2 separate regions of the Mus musculus genome follow, and region 1 is linked to region 2. Evidence: chromatin contacts called from public HiChIP or PLAC-seq data. All regions are on one chromosome and are shown on one strand. Each heading gives the region's core, a stretch centred on a gene start, on an enhancer-like site or on the middle of the called end of the contact. The rest is flanking DNA. Distances are from core to core; before and after follow the strand shown. Region 1 overlaps Ank3 (ankyrin 3, epithelial). Region 2 has its middle 68 kb from the start of Ank3.

Region 1 (2,954 bases), core at 93-2,592, 170 kb after region 2:
TACTTCTGTGCTGGAGACACTTCCTTCTCTTGAATGGAAATGGAGAGTCTCCTTCTTCTTGTGAAGCAGTTTCTTGCACAGCAGTTTCTTGCACTATAGCCACAGTGAAGTGTGACTAATGGGGGTATATTGACTTGTGCTCATCACCAAATGTGAATGTATAAATACATCCCTTGTTTCAAGCAGCTCGAAGCTCTAAGTGGGGCTTTGTTGTGCGATACCCATAAGAATTTACACAGCCTACACGGGGTTCAGGAATTCAGGGTCTGTTCCCTGGGTATACCCAGGGGTAAGATTCTTTCAGATACTTCCTGGAATTGTATAACTCATTAGTAAAAGTCCTCATATGGGGTCTTAGTGGTAAATTTTTTAAAAATGCACAAGAATCTACTTTCACCATAGAAACGCAGTCAGAAAACAAAATAGAGCTTTGGCAAGTTTGCCTTGGAAAGCCAGACAGGCATATTGCCTGGCTTGGTGGATTCTAGATCCAGACTAAGCTGGAACAGGCAGAGCAACTGTTGTTATCAGCATTGTGTTTTTAAGTTTAGGATCCAGATTCTGCATTTGTGTCACAGGTATAAAATTGGCTCTGTGAGGCTAGGGAGAGAGCCCAGGCATAAAGCATGAGGACCTATGACCCAGCATGCATGTGAGAAGCGACTCGGTGCCTCGGGCTCCCACAGTCCCTCAAATCTGCGCAGATAGCTGTGCGCTGGCAAGACTTACCTTAACAAGGTTGGAAAGGTAAGACAGGGAATGGCAGCTGCACAAGGAACAGTGTAAGGACTGGAGAATCAAGCAAGTTCTGGAGAAAGGGGCTTGGCTGTAGACCCAAGGCCCTAGGACAGAACAGACCTTTTTTTGGCTCAGTTTCTATATTATCATCAGCTGGTAGGTGCCTGGGGGGCCTTTGGAAAATGTCCGTACCTAGGCATCATGCCAGCCAATTAAATCGGAGTCTCTGGGGGCAGAAGCCCAGGCTTGGTATGTTGAAAAATAAAAAATCTCCCCTCAAGGGGTTTCACTGTGCATCTGAGGCAGAAACCCCACTGATTTTGTTTTGTAGATCGATTATAAACCTGATCAGAAACCGGCTGCCAGGTATGGGCTGAGAAGGCTCGGTGGTAGATGGTTTACCTGGCCTAGGTGAGACCCTAGGCTGCACCCCAAAACAAGCAATAGCAGCAACGAAGCTATATTTTCCTTTTTAGGGTACTGCATGGGGAAATAGAAATTCAGGAAGACTATGACTAAAATTACAAGTGATTCCAGGTCTCTAAGAAGTGGTGGCTCCCTAGAGAGTGTGGACAGACAGTAGCAGATGTCCCAGCGAGGGAGCAGTGTTTAGCTTGCAGAGGGTATATTCACAGTTTTTCAGAGAAAAACCCTCAGGGGTTTCTACCAAATGGTAACTGTGATTTTCTCCCGTGAGTCAAAATATCACCAACCTTCCCAAGAGAAGCCATGGCCTTCTTGAGGGGAGTTTGATTGACAGAGGGAGGCGTCTTTGTAGTCTATATATGCACCAAGCTGTAAAGATCAGCCTTGTCTTTTACGCTAGTTTGTTTTGGTGTGTGTGTGTGTGTGTGTGTGTGTGTGTGTTTGTGTTGAAGTGTCAATAGAATAACCTGAAAAAGTGTATCCTGGCCTTCCAACTGTGGGATGCACTGGTCCTTAATCTCTCCCATGATACCCTTGTTAAATATTGCCGTGAGCCCCCTCTTTCTTCGACACCTTCCTCAGACCACATTCTTGCCCCCATGAGCAGCATGAGCACACATGGGCCACATGAGCAGTTTCTCTTTATATGCTGTTTTCTTGGTGATCAGACAAACGGGAATTGTGTGAGAAGAGGTAATTTTCACCCCCATTCCCTCTCCTCTGCCGGGAGTCAGACGTGTGAATTTCTATTCGATTGTGTGATTCTCAACCTTGCCCCATCCCAGCCTACAAGGGAGTCACGCCCAATGCTTACCCTGCTCACAGCTGGCAGTCGTTAGACTTAGCTTGTTATTAACCTGTCCCAGAGTCACAGATGGCCTTCCTGGAGGACAGTCCTGCCGTGGATTTTGATGGGATGCTGGTGGGACAGGGTATATATTCAGACTGGGAAGCATAACAAAATTGTGTCTGAGTTGGATAGAATTTACTTCAGACACTTGGTCAGAGCCCCTACCTCTGTCATGTTTATATGTCTGCCTTGGCAGGCTGTCTGTCATCCCTGAAGCCCATGGGTGGCATTTGGACCAATGACATGCCAGCACCATGGCAGCATCTGACGGAAGAGCTCCCCCTCACCTCATCCACCCCTTCTGTCTCTTTTGTCTGGCAGTCTTGAATATCGCCCCCCCCCCTGTCTCCGTGGTGAATGCTGTCATTAGAACCACACAGACTGCTCTGGAGCAGATGTGTGTACCTCCTTATCCCCCAGCAATCAGCCTGCGTGCCCAAAATACCATCCTCACCCAGATGTGTTTAGGTGACTGTTTTGATAACAGTAAAGCATTATTGGAAATATTATTTTAGTTGGGGGCTGGCAGGGTAACAAAGTGCAGTGTGAAGTAAGGGGGTCGCTGATGATGCTTAGGTTTTGCGGGGGTGGCTGCCTTCAGACCTCGTGTTTTGGAAAGGATGTTCACTCCAGAAGTGAGAAGAGATCAAAATCCAGGGTCTTCATCTGAAGGCAGTGTATTCAGATGTATCCAGCCATTCACAGAGAAATGCCGTCACTGTAGGGTGAAGCTGGCTCTCAAACCTTGGGACCATTCAGGGGAGAATCATACTCTCTTAAGCATAGACCAGCTTTGTAGATTCTGGACCCTGTGCCTCAGGCTCATGCCTGCTTTGCCCAGTGGCTACCAGGAGCCCTGAGTTGAGTAGACTCCAGCGCTTTCCTCTGTGGACTTGGAGAGAGTATTTACCTGTGAAACAACCGTAAAGATCCCCTATTA
Region 2 (2,700 bases), core at 94-2,593:
TCTAGCTTCTACACCCAGTCCCTCTGATCACTAGGCAGGCTTTTGTCTATGTAGACACAGTGAACTATTTCTTCCTTCAGGGTCTTATGGCAACCACCCCTTCTCTTGGCCACCCATCTCTTCCCAGTATGGCTCTGTCTCATTCTGAAAGCCTCATGCTACATGTCATATCATCTTCCCTTCATTCCTTCTGGAGCTCTGACCTGACCACTCATCCACCCAGCCTGGGCCAGCCCCACACGTCTATGTCCATAGTGTCACAGGGTGCATCCTCCGCTCTGGTCCTGAGCCCTCTTTGTGTCCTGGCGTCATCTAGTGCTCCCTTCCAGAACATAAACACTACGTGGATGCAAGGGACCCACAGAACAGAAGTGCTACAAATGCAGGGACCTGCCTGCTCATCTTAGCCACCAACCACTGGCAGCAGATTTTGTGCTCAGTGCACAGCTGTCCAGTCGACAGCTTGCCTTGTGTGTGTGTGTGTGTGTGTGTGTGTGTGTGTGTGTGTGTACTTTACAAGTCACTGCAGCATTTAAAAATGTAAATCATGAAGAGGAGCACTTAGCTCGAGGTTGCTTCAGCTATGACAGTGTGCTTCATTTCTTTCCAGCGAGCTCCTGGCTTATCCAGTACTTCTTGTAGCAAGCTGGAAATGAAGAGGAGGCAGGTGTCACGTCCTTTGTCATTTTAAGAAACTGACACTCAGATGAAATACTTTGTGCAGATTCATAGTCAAGTGGGTGACATGTCAGGAACCACAGAGGTCTTTTTCTCTTGAAGTATACCATGCTGTGAAGTAGAGCCAGGGTGGTATTTTTGTTTTTGTTTTTGTTTTTCTGGGCTACATTGTTGCACCATCGAAGAGAAAAGGAACTAGAGGAACAACAAATAAAATAAAATCAGATGAATAACAATGTTAAAGAAACATAAGCACAAGTGGTTATCTTTGTGTGTCCCACATTCCTATATTTATAGTTCATAATCTATCACTAGCTAGGGAAGTGTATGCTGATTTTCACATAAATTGCTTTAAAGACTTGAATTACATATATTTTATATTTATTAGTATATTATAACAGATAGAAAATTTAAGTACGATAGTGTTTTTTTTTTTAATTGGGAAAATATCTCTAATATATGACCAGTGTTTTCTAGCCAATCTTTTGAATACAAATTTTATTTGCCAAACATGCAAAGGTATCTATAACGTGGATAATAAATGTTACATGAGCTTTTTGGTCTCCAGATATCACCTCTTTGACTCTCTGTTGCTATGGAGTTTCATTTGTATTCCAGGGAGCTTGGGTTGCCATAGAGAACGTGTGGTTGTAGAGGAGTTGCCATGGCAACAATCCACCATTATGTATCTTGCAGCATCTTGGCTAGCTGGAGGTGACAGAGAATGCAAATGGTATTTATTCAGGCACCCAATAATGAAAATGAAAACAAATACCAGCCCGATTACTGCCGTCGGATATTTAAAATATGACGCTCACTACCCTTTATTCAAATAAATTAAGCAACACCAGAAGGATGCTCTCTAAACGGCCGTGTTTTAGCAGCCATTGAACTGGATCTCTAGAGATCCTCAAATTTTTAATTGCCATAATTGCTTCGCATGCGTATAAACAGCTCTATGTGAGATGAGGGACATTTTTTGTTTTGTTTTAACCTTCTCCTTCATGACCTTGAATGATAGAGCTCAGGTATAAGGGAGGAGACAAAGAGAAGGGAGACTGTTTTTATCTTTGAAGTAGAACTCAGAAATAAAGAAGCGAAGGGAAGTCACCTGGTGACTCATTGTTCAATGTAGGTTTTCAAAAGGAGGGGTGGGGGGAGCAAGGGAGCTATTTTTACTAAGAGAGCAAGTCCTGAGGTTAAAGAGAAATCCTAACCTGCTATTTGAAAAGGTTTTTGATGCATTAAATGCTGTTGGGTTCCTTTTGGAATTCCTGCCCCATTAGAAGTGCAGGGCAGATTAGCCAGCTGGCTGTCTGCTAACAGCATCCTTAATGTCACCCAATCAGAGTGACACCCGTTAGGTGCCTCAGGGGTTAGTAAAGAACACATGGTGAAAATGTTCATGGGATCAGAGCTCCTGAGAGGGAAGGTTTGGAAAGAAGATGTTTGTCTTTTAGGGTTTCGTATCTGGTTCTGTGATGTGTTAATTTTTTGCTCCCTAACAGTGAGCCTTCCTCTGAAGTTGTGAGGAAAGCTGACTTGCAGACTGCCTTTTCCATCCTCAAGGCCATGTGAAGAGGTCAGGACTTTTCAGCTGTCTTACTTGGATGCTTGTATTTTCTCCTGGACCACGTTAAAAAAAAATGGTTCCCTTTTGCAGCAGAGCTGTGCTGAACACAGAATCACGGGGTCACGGCTGGCTACTTCAGAGACTGGGGAGCAGCTGCATTGCTCTTGGATAACCCCCAGGGACCTGAGAGAAAAATGTAAAAGCCAATAGAACATTACCAAATGCAGCTTGCATGGAAGAGGAGCGTTTAGAACAACAGGAGTGTCTTAAAAGCTGATTTCTGGTAAATGGAGAGGTGGCTCAGTGGTTAAGAGTTCTGGCTGCATTCCATGAAGGCCCAGGTCAGGTTTCCAGAACCCACATGGTGCCTCACAACTATCTGTAACAATTCCATGGGATCTGGTACCTTCTTCTGGCACTGTATAGATATGGTGGACAGCTATACATGC

What was found. HiChIP or PLAC-seq counts read pairs in DNA pulled down with a chosen protein or histone mark.
Region 1: a contact with region 2 is called in an H3K4me3 HiChIP or PLAC-seq map of embryonic forebrain, with 4 times the contacts expected there. The contact joins two enhancer-like sites. A contact is called at or near these places in 1 of 39 promoter capture datasets (embryonic stem cells), 1 of 15 datasets of contacts at CTCF or cohesin (the NIH/3T3 cell line), 32 of 484 Hi-C or Micro-C datasets (cerebral cortex, cochlea, cortical neurons and 15 more), 8 of 115 datasets of contacts at active chromatin or transcription factors (differentiating embryonic stem cells, embryonic basal ganglia, embryonic forebrain and 4 more) and 1 of 9 other capture datasets (embryonic stem cells).

What each region holds. Positions count from the first base shown.
Region 1 is chr10:69,634,164-69,637,117 of GRCm38.p6, forward strand. The region is part of intron 1 of Ank3 (ankyrin 3, epithelial); the gene reads left to right. Among named protein-coding and RNA genes, the nearest start is that of Gm33464, 73 kb to the left of the region's middle. Within about 2 kb of position 1,343, at least 29 of the 459 cell types and tissues checked have an H3K27ac peak or open chromatin away from gene starts, as enhancers often do. A contact at or near this core is called in embryonic forebrain and forebrain, where this site is marked.
Region 2 is chr10:69,464,413-69,467,112 of GRCm38.p6, forward strand. No RefSeq gene overlaps it. Among named protein-coding and RNA genes, the nearest start is that of Ank3, 68 kb to the right of the region's middle. Within about 2 kb of position 1,344, at least 58 of the 459 cell types and tissues checked have an H3K27ac peak or open chromatin away from gene starts, as enhancers often do. A contact at or near this core is called in embryonic forebrain and forebrain, where this site is marked.